4 separate regions of the Mus musculus genome follow, and all the other regions are linked to region 2. The links are chromatin contacts, called in public Hi-C maps. All regions are on one chromosome and are shown on one strand. Each heading gives the region's core, a stretch centred on a gene start, on an enhancer-like site or on the middle of the called end of the contact. The rest is flanking DNA. Distances are from core to core; before and after follow the strand shown. Region 1 has its middle 44 kb from the start of Gm41333. Region 2 has its middle 310 kb from the start of Pvt1. Region 3 overlaps Pvt1 (Pvt1 oncogene). Region 4 has its middle 49 kb from the start of Gm22521.

The links. A called contact is a pair of places that touch in the nucleus more often than the background predicts.
Region 1: a Hi-C map of liver shows a contact between it and region 2, with 3 times the contacts expected there. The contact joins two enhancer-like sites. A contact is called at or near these places in 1 of 39 promoter capture datasets (liver), 5 of 484 Hi-C or Micro-C datasets (B cells, embryonic fibroblasts, liver and 1 more) and 4 of 115 datasets of contacts at active chromatin or transcription factors (CD8 T cells, embryonic fibroblasts and liver).
Region 3: a contact with region 2 is called in a Hi-C map of liver, with 2.8 times the contacts expected there. The contact joins two enhancer-like sites. A contact is called at or near these places in 1 of 15 datasets of contacts at CTCF or cohesin (the NIH/3T3 cell line), 3 of 484 Hi-C or Micro-C datasets (embryonic fibroblasts and liver) and 1 of 115 datasets of contacts at active chromatin or transcription factors (embryonic fibroblasts).
Region 4: a Hi-C map of liver shows a contact between it and region 2, with 4 times the contacts expected there. The contact joins two enhancer-like sites. A contact is called at or near these places in 4 of 484 Hi-C or Micro-C datasets (all in liver) and 1 of 115 datasets of contacts at active chromatin or transcription factors (CD8 T cells).

The regions. Positions count from the first base shown.
Region 1 is chr15:62,711,309-62,714,145 of GRCm38.p6, forward strand. No RefSeq gene overlaps it. Among named protein-coding and RNA genes, the nearest start is that of Gm41333, 44 kb to the left of the region's middle. Within about 2 kb of position 1,398, at least 9 of the 459 cell types and tissues checked have an H3K27ac peak or open chromatin away from gene starts, as enhancers often do. A contact at or near this core is called in liver, where this site is marked.
Region 2 is chr15:62,344,560-62,347,804 of GRCm38.p6, forward strand. No RefSeq gene overlaps it. Among named protein-coding and RNA genes, the nearest start is that of Pvt1, 310 kb to the left of the region's middle. Within about 2 kb of position 1,517, at least 3 of the 459 cell types and tissues checked have an H3K27ac peak or open chromatin away from gene starts, as enhancers often do. A contact at or near this core is called in liver, where this site is marked.
Region 3 is chr15:62,078,452-62,081,465 of GRCm38.p6, forward strand. The region is part of intron 1 of Pvt1 (Pvt1 oncogene); the gene reads left to right. Among named protein-coding and RNA genes, the nearest start is that of Pvt1, 42 kb to the left of the region's middle. Within about 2 kb of position 1,355, at least 192 of the 459 cell types and tissues checked have an H3K27ac peak or open chromatin away from gene starts, as enhancers often do. A contact at or near this core is called in liver, where this site is marked.
Region 4 is chr15:62,742,740-62,745,691 of GRCm38.p6, forward strand. No RefSeq gene overlaps it. Among named protein-coding and RNA genes, the nearest start is that of Gm22521, 49 kb to the right of the region's middle. Within about 2 kb of position 1,317, at least 3 of the 459 cell types and tissues checked have an H3K27ac peak or open chromatin away from gene starts, as enhancers often do. A contact at or near this core is called in liver, where this site is marked.

The sequences.
Region 1 (2,837 bases), core at 148-2,647, 370 kb after region 2:
ATGGCAAATATAATTTTAATAGATGTTGCCAGTTGCTTTTTTTATAGATACGAAGACTTCTGTTTCTTAAGATGTTCATAAGGAAAAGCAGGCCTTTGAATGTTTTACCAATCACATTAGCTCTAGAATCAAGTCATACAATGTTTGAATCCACATGCACTTCCTTCTGCCCTAGTTCCTTCTGCCTATATACTTTTAAGGGACAATGATTCTGCTGGGTCCCTTACTCATGCTTCATGCTAGAATTCCAGCTGGTCTTGTGATATTTTCTCTCAGATAATTTCAATTTCCTTCTGCTTCTGTGGCCCCAGATACATTCTTCGAACTATCTAGCCATAAGGTCGATTAACGTGCAGCCTTTCTATCCCCCTCTGAAATGCTACTTCTCCTCCTAAACTCTGAGCAGAGTCCATTTATCTCACAAACTATATCTGCTGTGAAGGTACGTATGTTCCGCATTTGTTCTATAAAACAATCACATTGGTCAGGGATTGATGGTTCCTATGCTTTGGATAAGAAAACAACTCAGAGAGATTAGATCAGAGGCCCAGAATGATGACTGCTGTGGATATTGGCAGATTGGGCTAACCAATCTCCCTGTCTCCACGTTATCATGATTTCTGGGCCAGCACCTTGCCACTTTATCTATATACACTGCTACCCATGATAATAATCTTCCTTCTAGGAAGCTTTAAGTAAAGATGCTTTTAAAGAATCCAGTGTCTCTGTGCCTCAGTTTCCCCATGTATTATAAGAAAAACAACAAAACTGAATTACCTATGTTTGGTTAGAGGAGGTAGTTTTATTTCTTCTCTGAAATGAGATGAATGCAAATTGCCTTGTTATTTCACTAATTAATAACATCTGCTTGGAAATGCAGCTATTAGCACACAATAAACGATATGGGTTATAATTATGGATGGCAGTAATTGCTTCGCTTTGCCTTACCTTCATCCCAGTTTATCTCCCTGAACTATAGCTATCCTTGTAGGGGTTAGGGAAAATATATTAGAAGCTTAACAATGGGTTCTTTTCCCATGGGTTTGGAAACTGATGAATCAGCATACTTTCTTTAGGCTTCAAAAGAATATGTTCCTGCCACACTGAAGCTAAGTGGGCTGTTCAAAACATCAGGTGAGTCCAGCTTCATGCTGCCTTCCTGGGGCATGACCTGTTCCACTCCCCTCCTGATCCCGTGTGCCCAATGTCACCTGGAACCTGCAATCTGGAAGCAGAAAGTCCTTGACTGGAGTCAGTGGAGAGAAAATCGTCACCTGCTTGGGCACAAACATACATAGTGACTGCGTCACTGTTTGTCAAGTGGATCAGCTAATAGTTGTTCAGCGGACCTTCAAAGCTCCAAGGCGACACTGCCTTTAAATTCCATCAATTCACTCCCTGGGCAGAGGCCTTGGACTTTAGCTCTCAAGGGCTCTGAAAGCATTTTGAGCCTGCTGACTGACTGCGGGGTGGACCTTGGTTAAAGTTTAGGAGAAAAACACTAAGTTTATGCTTCATCACCGCTGGCGCAACCATGTCCCCCCCACCCCCACCCCACCCCCCACCCCACCCCCCACCCCCACCCCACCCCGTGCTACAGCACTTTGGTGCTTCCTGGCTTGCCTCCCCTGGGACACTGCCCAGTATTGACTACCAGTAGGACTTTCTTTCTCACCTAATGACCTACCTACTGATGCCATCTCTAAGGACCTTGACGCTCATGCTACCTTCTGACCTTGTCCATTGTTCCTCATGTTCCTAACACTAGCCTATGTGTTTGATTTTTTTTTTTAATATAAAAGAGCACAAGTACCCAGAAGGCATGACAAGTATCTGTTTCAGCCAGTGCTTTTTCTCTGATCCCCGAGAAAGTGTTTGAATAAGTCAACAGATGGGTGGAGGAGTGATTAACCCCTTCTTACAAGTGCATGGACTGGGGAGCAGAGGGCAATGATAGGCTAGTCACGATCAACAGTGTTTAGGGACAGAGCTAGTGGGATAACTAAGAATCTGGAATAGTTTTATAATTTTTTTTATATGATATCCTTCCCCAATTTTGCAGCTAATGCATCTCTCTTGACTCACCTTCCTTCTGGTTTAGTTGACTACATGATGCCTATATCTGGGAGACTTAGGAAGGAAAAATCTTTATTATCCAGGTTCTTATTAAGTTTGCATGTTTTAGAGCTTCCTTTAAAAAAAAAAAGCCTGAATGTGACGCTATTGTATTTTAAAGCATGCTCTAACATGAGCAAGCTTTATCATTTATTGTACAAGCATGTTTGCATATATATATATATATATATATATATATATATACACATATGTACACACATACACACACATGAAAATCCCTAGAGAACTCTATGATCTTGCAGTATATTTCACATGTACTTAATAATTAAAATTGCACTAAGCTCAATTTCATAAACTTTTTCATGTGTTATAAACAGTTTGTTATTTTTATTATTAATTCATGTATTTATTTGTATTTATTTTTCATGAGAGAGTCTCACTATGTGGTTCTGATTGCGCTGCAATTCACTTCCTAGATCAGGCTGGCCTGGGACTCTCAGAGATCAATCTGCCTCTACCTCCTGAGTGCTGGGATCAAAGGTGTGTGCCACTACTCCCAGCTGTTAACCAGCTTTCTCATGTCATTAAAACTAACAGGCTTGGGAGTTGTGAATATTTCAACACATGCCTGTGTCATGAGTTTCCCTATTCACTTTCCTGTTGACATGACAAGCCTCCTTCCATTGTTTATTTACGTGATTTTTAGGTTCCTGTCCTATTTTATACGATTACTAATACAATGTTAATGTTTCCCTGCTTTT
Region 2 (3,245 bases), core at 267-2,766:
TATGGCATGAGTCTGTGACTCAGTTTCCCTCCTATAAAGTAGGGTTATTAATCCCTAGAGCCGTGCAGTTATCTAAATAAATGGAAATAAATGCATAAGTACTTGGAACTGTGCCAGTACATGCTGCAGAATCAGAGACACTTGGGTTTTAAGATTTGCATTGTTGGGGCTGGAGAGATGGCTTAGCCGTTAAGAGCATTGACTGTTCTTCCAGAGGTCCTGAGTTCAATTCTCAGCCACCAGATGGTGGCTCACAACCATCCGTAATGGGATCTGATGCCTTATTCTGATGTGTCTGAAGACAGCCGCAGTACACTCATATATATATATATAAAATAAATAAAAAAATCATTACAAAAGATTTGCATTTCTTCTCTCCTCATCATTCTCACATCCTAGAACTCATCATTTCACTGGTATTATCTAGGTCTAGGAGAATGAAAGGTCTAGAAGGGCAAAGAGATGGGTTTCTTGATTTCTGTAGTCTTAGTACCTAACACACAGAATACCCATATGAACAATTGTTAATTGAAGAAGTGAATGAATAAACACAGAAGTATCTAATATAGTGCAGCATTTAAAAGAATTAGATAATCCATCATTTATTTTATCATCAGGGTCCTAATTCTTTTTGATGGAGTAAATAAAAAAATAACAAAAAAGTAGCTGTATGTTTTCCTAAAGGTTTGTTCTTTCTGTACATTTACATCAGTAAGTGCATCTGCACTTGAAATTGAGCCAATGTTCACTGGACAAATACTAGGCAATCAGGTATTTGTGTTATCTGGAATGTTTCCAGTCCAGATGGATATCTGGATCCATTCCCCATGGACAAGAGGAATAGGTTCTATTTGGATTCCCCTCCATAAAAAAAGGATTCTACTTTAATCTCTGTTATACATTCAGCTAAGAACTATATCTATTGTTTGATGAATATTTGGTCCATACTTGAGTGAATAAACAGCTGTTAGAAACTCTTTAATTTCTTTGTTATTAGAGCAAAAGTCATAGGTATTTTATCTTATCATTACAGGAATGTTAAAGAAGCTTTACTTATGAGAAAAGTCTAAATGGAAGGTGCCCTTTTCAGTTACTCCTGCAACCAAAGTGTCCTGGGTAAGGACTCAGTAGAATTAAAAGGTTTCTGTTTGCCCAAAGCTTTTTACCAGGGTTGCTAAGCAAACAGGTGAAATGGAACAAAATGATAAAAACAACCTATGATTTGTTCTTGTGGGATTTTCTGAGTTCTATCAAGACAAAACCAATAACTGATGAAACTGACCTCTTCGAGAAAGAGGAGGGTGACACGGATTGCCAAGGTCTCAAGATCTGTAGTCAGTGAACTTCGTCATTCCAGCTATTGGTTGTTCTATCCAGCTTTTGTTAAACAGGATTCTCTTGGAATGCTGTGCTGTTAGAGACACAGGCCAATGACATTCCCTGGAATGGAGGGTGCGCTAATGCTGGGAGTACAGCCTGAATGGTTTGACCTGGCCTTTCTCAGAAATGAGGGCTCATTATGCAACCGAATCCAGTAGCAGCACAAAGGACAAGGAGCATTTGGTTGGTCTCAGGTTATCAGCAGTGGCACCTTTGTGGCCCGGCTCTGAAAAGGACACAAATATTTAAGTAGCTGCTTGGGTTCTCACAACTGGCTCACTGAACAGGCTGATAGCTCATTTGCTTTGAAGTCAATATGATTGCGCCCTATTGAATAGACAAGAAAACTTCTGTTGAAATGACACTGAAGTTGCTTGAGGTGCTTAGCCAGAAACTGGCAGTGCCTAGTTACCCAATTTTGAGCTTCGGATGTCACATCTCAATTTTTTTCCTTATAGACAGTCATTTCAGAGATTAGGGATATTTAACTCATTGCCATTGTGCCATTGTCAACTTTATTAATTTGCTTGGAATATCTTTTTAGTCTCTGAAACTCAGGTAGCTTCCAGGTTTGCAGGTTTTCCTGGTAGCCAAGGACGATTCGGGTTCGAACAACTCACAGACACAGAACACTTAGTAAGTATTGGGAACAATGCTGAAGGACATACAGACTGACTTTTCTGTCCCTTACCTTTGGGCTCATATCCAATGGAAGGAACTACCCTTCCCTTTAATAGTGAAACTATTAGACTTAAACTGAAGTTACAAGCTTGCTCAGGTATGAAGTAAATGGCATTCCCATAAACTTGAGGCTGTGAACTGGCCATCTCCTGCCTATAACCAGGCAAGATGTCTAGTGGAAGTATTGTGACACCAACCCAGCCATATAACCTTTGACCTACAATTTGTCCTGCTTACAAGATATGCCACAGAAAAGGTGGTGCAGAAATTGTGGGAATGGTTAAGCAATGAATAGTCCAGCTAGAGATGCATGCCATGAGAGGGATTGTATCCATGATTCTGCCTGGAGGGCCAGGAACCAGTCTGGATTCTGAATTGCCCAGAGACCTAGGATAGAACAAAGCACAACTCTCTCTCTCTTACACACACACAAAACCAATGAAATGATTCCTAATGATAATTTGCTATTCTCATAGATTGTTGCCCCACCCAATTGTCATTAGGTCATTAGAGAGGCTTCATCTAGCAATTGATGGAAACAGATTTAGAAAACCACAGACTAACGTTAGGTAGAGCTTGGGAACCCTGCAGAAGAGGCAGGGTGTGGAGGGTGGTGGTGAGGATTGTAGGATCCAAAAAGGTCAAGTACACCACAAGAAAACTCACAGAATCAACTATCCTGGGCTCAAAGAGGCACACAGAGATTGAACTGTTAACCAGGGAGTAGTCTATATGGGTCTGACCTGTAAATATGTCTGCACACACAATTACAGTGTGCAAGTCCATCTTCTTGTGGGACTCCTAATAGAGTGAGCAGGGTTTTTTTTTCTTTTTTTCCTATTTGTGGGACTCTTATCCTGCTACTGGGTTGCCTCATTTAGCCTTAATATGAGGGAAGGTGTATAGGTTTAATGCAACTTGATATGCTGTGTTTGCTTGATACCCATGGGAATCTTCGCCGTTTTAAAAGAAGAACAGGATGGAGTAGGGACAGAAGAGCAGTGAGGGGAAGGATTAGAAGAGGAGGAAGCCTCTCTCCAGAAAGCTTGTGATGGGAAGAGAATTAGGAAGTGGTGACATTGTAGTCACCTTCTGAGAACATGGTGTGTTAGTAGGACAGACATTTTATTCAAGAAAACTTCCTGAGGTTAAGTGACTTGGTCAACCTAATCTAACTAGTAACC
Region 3 (3,014 bases), core at 105-2,604, 270 kb before region 2:
CCTCCCTCCCTCCCTCCCTCCCTCTCTCCCTCTTTTTTCTTCCTTCCTTCCTTCCTTCCTTCCTTCCTTCCTTCCTTCCTTCCTTCCTTCCTTCCTTCCTTTCTTTCTCTCTCTCTTTCTCTCTTTCTCTCTATTTTTGAGACAGGGTCTCTAAGTAGTCCTGGCTGTCCTTGAGCTTGCTATGAAGGCCAGGCTAGTCTCTAACTCAAAGATTGTCCTGCCTCTGCCTCTCAAACACTGGGGCCAAGGGTATGTGGCCACCATGCCCAGCCTTAAGTGAATGACCTGGATGCTCTTTGATAGTGATCCCTCCAGGGGCTTGGCCCGCCTTTGCTCTAATATAGAGCATGCTCTTCAGCTTGTAGGGCAATGCTCTTGTGACTTTGCCAACCTAGAGGTTGCTGAGAAAGAAAGCAAGTTTCTCACTTCTCCTGGAAGTCTGTATGGAAGAGCTGCAGCAGGAGCTGCACAGGTCCCATAAAGAAGGAATAGAATAGAGGGACTCTGCGGGAGGGGAGGGGCATGCTGATGTAGAGGTCTCCACAGTATATCTTGACTCAAGCTGGTTGTGACAGAAGCTTTCTGTAGGGGTGTATTTGCTGGGCTGAGTAACCAAAGTTGAGTTCTAATAAATAAAGATGAATGAAGAAGGAGGGAAATGTGGGAGGTTGGGGATGGGGGTGGTACAAGATACTCTCTGAGTCTGTGTGCCATTCAGAGTAATTTACACTGGGGGTCCCATTGTGCCCTTGGGCCCAGGCTCTATTTTGCCCCTTTGTTCCCTGTTCTATCCTAGCAGGGATGCTTGCTGACTTCCTGGCCATCCCCACCCCTTCTTGGGTCCTGGATCCTGCTTCCTTTCTCCCCCGCTTCACAATGATCTCATCCCAGCCGGGAAATGGGACTTTTGTTGCCCCTGCCTATTTGGCCTGGCCCAGTGTCAGGCCCATCACGTGCCCCTGCTGGGATACCGAGTGTATGAATCTCAGGCAGTGGGCAAGGCTGGCAGGGGAGGGCATTCCTCTGGACTGAGCTGTGCTGGTAGCTTGGCACACCCCCCCCCCCCCCTTCTAGAAGTGACTCAAAAGCTTTTCTGCATGCTCTTCTAGTGGACTGCTGAGTCATTCTCTGAGTCACAAGTGGTACAGCTGTGTACTCAACAGTGAGCCCTTGTGTGGGACCCAGATGGGCTGTCCTGACTCTTGGGGCATTTAAAGGCAGTTCACACTGGCATTTGACCCTCTCTGTCCTCCTCAAGGACTCTTTTACCCTGATTCCTTTCTAGGCCTATGTGTGTAGGCTAGGGAGTGATACACACCTCGGGCTGCCAGCTAGGATTCAGAATCCAAAAGTTCAATTCAAGTCAGCAGCTGGCTGACAGGCAGGGAGCCAGGGCGGTGATTAAGCAAGCTGGGGCAAGAGTGAAGTAGGGCAGATTCCTGGGCCCTAGGTGCGTCTCAGGAAGATCAGCCAACTTTCTTGTATCGTGCGTGTTTTGGGAGCATCCTGAAGCTACCTTGAGAATTCAATCTTTTTTTTTTTTTTTTTTTTTTTTTTTTTTTTTTTTTTAGTGAACAAGTGGAAGAATTCTTGTGTATTAAATCTCACTGTCCTTATACCCATTTGGTGTTTGAAGGAATGGGGTCTAGTAGATGATACCAGTTCAGAGGCAGAGTGAGAAGCATAAGTCAGAATATCAGAGTATCTAGAATTTGATGCTCAGACCTGCCTGACTCAGTTTAGCACCCCTCCCCCAAACCCCCACCCAATCTGGTTGCCTCGAGTCTTCCTCTTAAGGCAGCTGTCCTGTAGTGCAGGAAGCCAACTCCCAAGGTAAAATGTCTTTAGACAAATAAAAATGTCTTTAGAAGGCCTAGGCTCTCTATGGGGTGAGACTGAATGCTGAGGCCCGATCTGGCCTCTGATAGAGGAGGGCTTTCAACTGTTGGGGGCAGGGAACAGCTAGGAGCTTGGCAGGGAGGACTCTGTATATACTGTATCTGTCCGGTAGCACTGGAGATAGAGCCCTAGCTGACCCTGAGTGGAAAGATGGTTGGTTGCATAGTTGTGCTAGCACAGGACATACTGCAAGGGTTTGGGCTCTAGAACTTTTCCTCTGCTCATGTGGCTTTGGTGGAGTCACCTCTGCCGGCTAGTGCTAGTTCTAAAGCCTAACCCATCCTTTGGGAAGGAGTCTGTTTTATGGCTTCCTAGGTAAGGCTGATGACCCATGTGTTAGTGCTGATGTGAGCCACTTGTGGAAGTGGTCCAGTGTTCAGCCACCACTTATCCACTGGGGCCAGATGGGCTAGACCTCAAAGATCTGTAGGGCAAGATGGAAAACAGTCATCCTTTGAATTCACCAGGAACCTCATGACTAGAGAGATGATTAGGAGGCCATTGTTACCTTCTATGGAAGGTGATGAGTGAGCTGGAAAGAGCTTTGGGTATGGACACGCTTCGAAGGCGGGCATTTTGAATAGTAGCATAAAGGCAGATGGTGATGGGGAAATTTCTAATAGAGTGTTGCTGTAGAACAAGGTTGTTCCCAACCTTCTGATCCCCCCTTCCCTGTCTTCCTAGTGCAGTTATAGGCTATGCCACCAGATTTCTGGTTTTGATAGAAGCTTTCAGAACTCTCTTGTGTCCAGGAATGATTCATTTTCTAAGGACATCATCCAGCATTGGGGCCTTTCAAAAAGGATGGCCATGTGAGTAGTTTTTCACAAACTGATGTACAACAGTTGCCTCTGTGATCTGGACCTACCTTTTTGATCCTTTCCTTTTTTCTACCTCGGGATTCATTTTTAGTGACACTATAAAAATATATCCTATTATGTTTATTTTATTTATGTGTGCACGTATGAATTCGTGTGTGGCAAGGCAGTGTTGGCTCACGCCTTTAATCCCAGCACTTGGGAGGCAGAGGCAGGCAGATCTCTGAGTTCGAGGCCAGCCTGATCTACAGAGTGAGTTCCAGGACAGCCAGGGCTACACAGAGAAACCCTGTCTCC
Region 4 (2,952 bases), core at 67-2,566, 400 kb after region 2:
CTCTGCATCTTGGCCAACTGATTATATCTCTAGAATACTCTGGATCTGTTACAAGAGGAATAGATGAATGGTGAAAGTGACTCTTATCTCTGGTATAAAGATAGGTAGTTAGAAACAGTTAAAATTATACTGGCAAGGAAATTGACAGTAATGGATTCTTGTTTTAGATCTATGACTTTTCCAGCAATTCATGGGTTTTTGGCTAGATTTACTATATTTTGTATGAATTCCCTCTTGTTGAATATGTCTTAAGTCCACGAGAGATGTTTGTTACCACCAAGGTAAAATTACCACTGTTGTCACTGTAAATATTTCTCCTGTTTTGACATCATTGCAGATTATGAAAGCATTCCGGTTTTGCATTTGTGTAGGACTACCAATTGCTTCTCTCCAACAACAACTTGCATAGCACCTTCTGATAATATGAGACCTAGTCATCATCAGGAAAGAATCTTTCAGGTCAGATCCAGGCTTGATTTTTCTCAGTTCCATGGTTGAAGTGTATGTATCTTCAGGAATATGGCCTTACTTTCAATTTCTGGCAGGCAATCTAGGACACTGAAAATAGCTTATATTGTTTTGGGGGTCTCTTGATTCTCGTAGTTTTTCTTCTCTGGTCATTGGGTTTTCTATTAGAGAATACACAGGATTTGTATGTATATGCGGGGGTGTCATTCCAAATGGAATGACTTTCTAAAACTCTATGTATCTATGTATCTGTCTGTCTGTCTGTCTGTCTATCTATCTATCTATCTATCTATCTATCCATCCATCCATCCATCTATCTATAAACATTCTGTATAATTCTATGAAACATTAAAATGATCCCTTACATAGTTTTTGAACATTTTTGGTGTTATTTCTCTTTCCTCTTTCCCATTCCAACTACATTGCTTTTCCCATCCTTTCCTCAGTTAATGTCCCCAGTTCCCCATTTCCCCTTCATAGCACCAATTGTGCTCCATTCTTTTATACAGAGGCAAGTCTCAGATGAACTTCCTGATAGAACTCCACCATATAAATTGCTGCAGCAAACTCTGCCATGAGGAAGCCAAATTTAAAGTACCGTTTGAGATGAACTTTTCTCATTTCTTGATACATAAGTGATGACTCATCCTACTACACTATTGTAATAATTAAAAGTATAGAAAAGAACATACCCATTGGTCTTCTGTAGGTATTAAGTTGTATTCTTTTTCCCTTTTTATCACAACCTTGACTGCATTCTAGATCTTCTGCTACCACAAAGTAAGTGGCCACACAGAATCATAGCGTGACAGAAAACTGTAAATATCACTTTGTGTATTTTTTTTTTTAACTTGGAGAGTGATAACATGGGGAAAGGTCAGGGCACGAAAGGGTCAGGTCATCTCATGTGGACTCTGCAAATATAGCCTGAAAGTTTCTGTTTGGCAGCGTTTGCTTGCACTAAGTTCAGGTTTCTTTCTTTCTTAAACACAAAAATGAGGAAAACAAACAAACAAATAATCCCTCTTTGCCTTCTCATGGGCACTGCAAACATTTTCTTCCTCCATTTTCTGGGGACTCAAAATAGCCTCATTAGTAAAGAAACAAATTGGTTACATTCACAGTAGTGATTATGAAAGCTATTCTAAGAATCATTTGATCTCTGCACAACTGTGTCCTCAGACACTTTTGTCTACATTAGAAAAAAACGTCAATGGGAGGAATCATTTCTAAAGACCCCCCCCCCCCCGTCCTCTTTGCAAGACACAAAGGAGATTTTTGAACTTTCATTGCATAATGAACACCATTTTGTATATTTGACCTTATGGCTCTTATATGCAGAAGTGGATTCTATGTACTGTGCTAAGTCTCTGTTCTTGTATTTCTTACATATAATACAGCAGTAGATACTATTTTTGTAAGAGAAGGGTAACGAAGTTTGTTTAAATACAGGATAACCAATTTATTCAACATATACCTTAGCTTTATTGGCTTCTTGATGACAAAACAAGAAGAAAAAGGAGAAGGGGGGAGAAACAAAAAGGGAGGGATGAGGGCAAACCACTTCAGGACATGGGTCTGGTGTTCTTGGAACCAAGGGGTGGGGTTAACATATATTTAGAGGAGAAAAGAAAAAGGAGGAGGATGGGGAAAACAGTAGAAGTGGAGGAAGTACAGCTAAAGGACTTGTGTCTGTGGTCTTGGAACCAGGGTAGTGTTATTTGAAGAAGGAAGAAGACAGGAAAACAAAGAAGGAAGGGGAAGAATGACTTACCATTTAATGAGACTTTCTTGTATTAGAACAGTATATTTTGTTTGAGTTAGCTATTGCAGTAGTACTTCACAAAAGAGAATAAAATCAAATAAAAGGGCTATGAGCAAAACAATTACCCCTGTGACACACTATCATTTGACTACTGCAGGTTGAGCTCAATATGCTGGCTCTCCTTCAGGTTAGAGGTCGAGGGGTAGGATCAGTGCATATTTTGGTTTTGTGTTCTTAAGGCTTCGTGTAAAGGGGATGTACCCACCTGAGGCAATTCTCCCTCAACAGGGAAACTTGGTGAGTTATATTGTAATTCTATAATACTTGTACTTATGTTTTATCATAACCTACTCATGTTCACATGGAAATGGTCTGTTAAACCTTGTCAATTTGAGGGCCAGTGGGTCCATCTTAATCTCTGGATGCAATGCTCCAAAAATTTCTTTGTAATCCAAAACACCCATTACATAGTTTTTAGTTAACATATATATGAATGGAAAAAAACCCTACATGAATATGCACCAATAAATTCTAAAATGACTGTACTCAAGTAATGAATATTTGAGCTACAGTTATAATTAGGACAATCTCAACCTGCTTGGGCAGTTGCTGAATCCTTTGAAGATGCTAGCTATTAAAGAGTACAAATGACAAATAGAGCTTTCGTGTCAGCACTAGCTCTCTGCACTGGTGGCTTGGACCACTGGTCTGACTTAGGA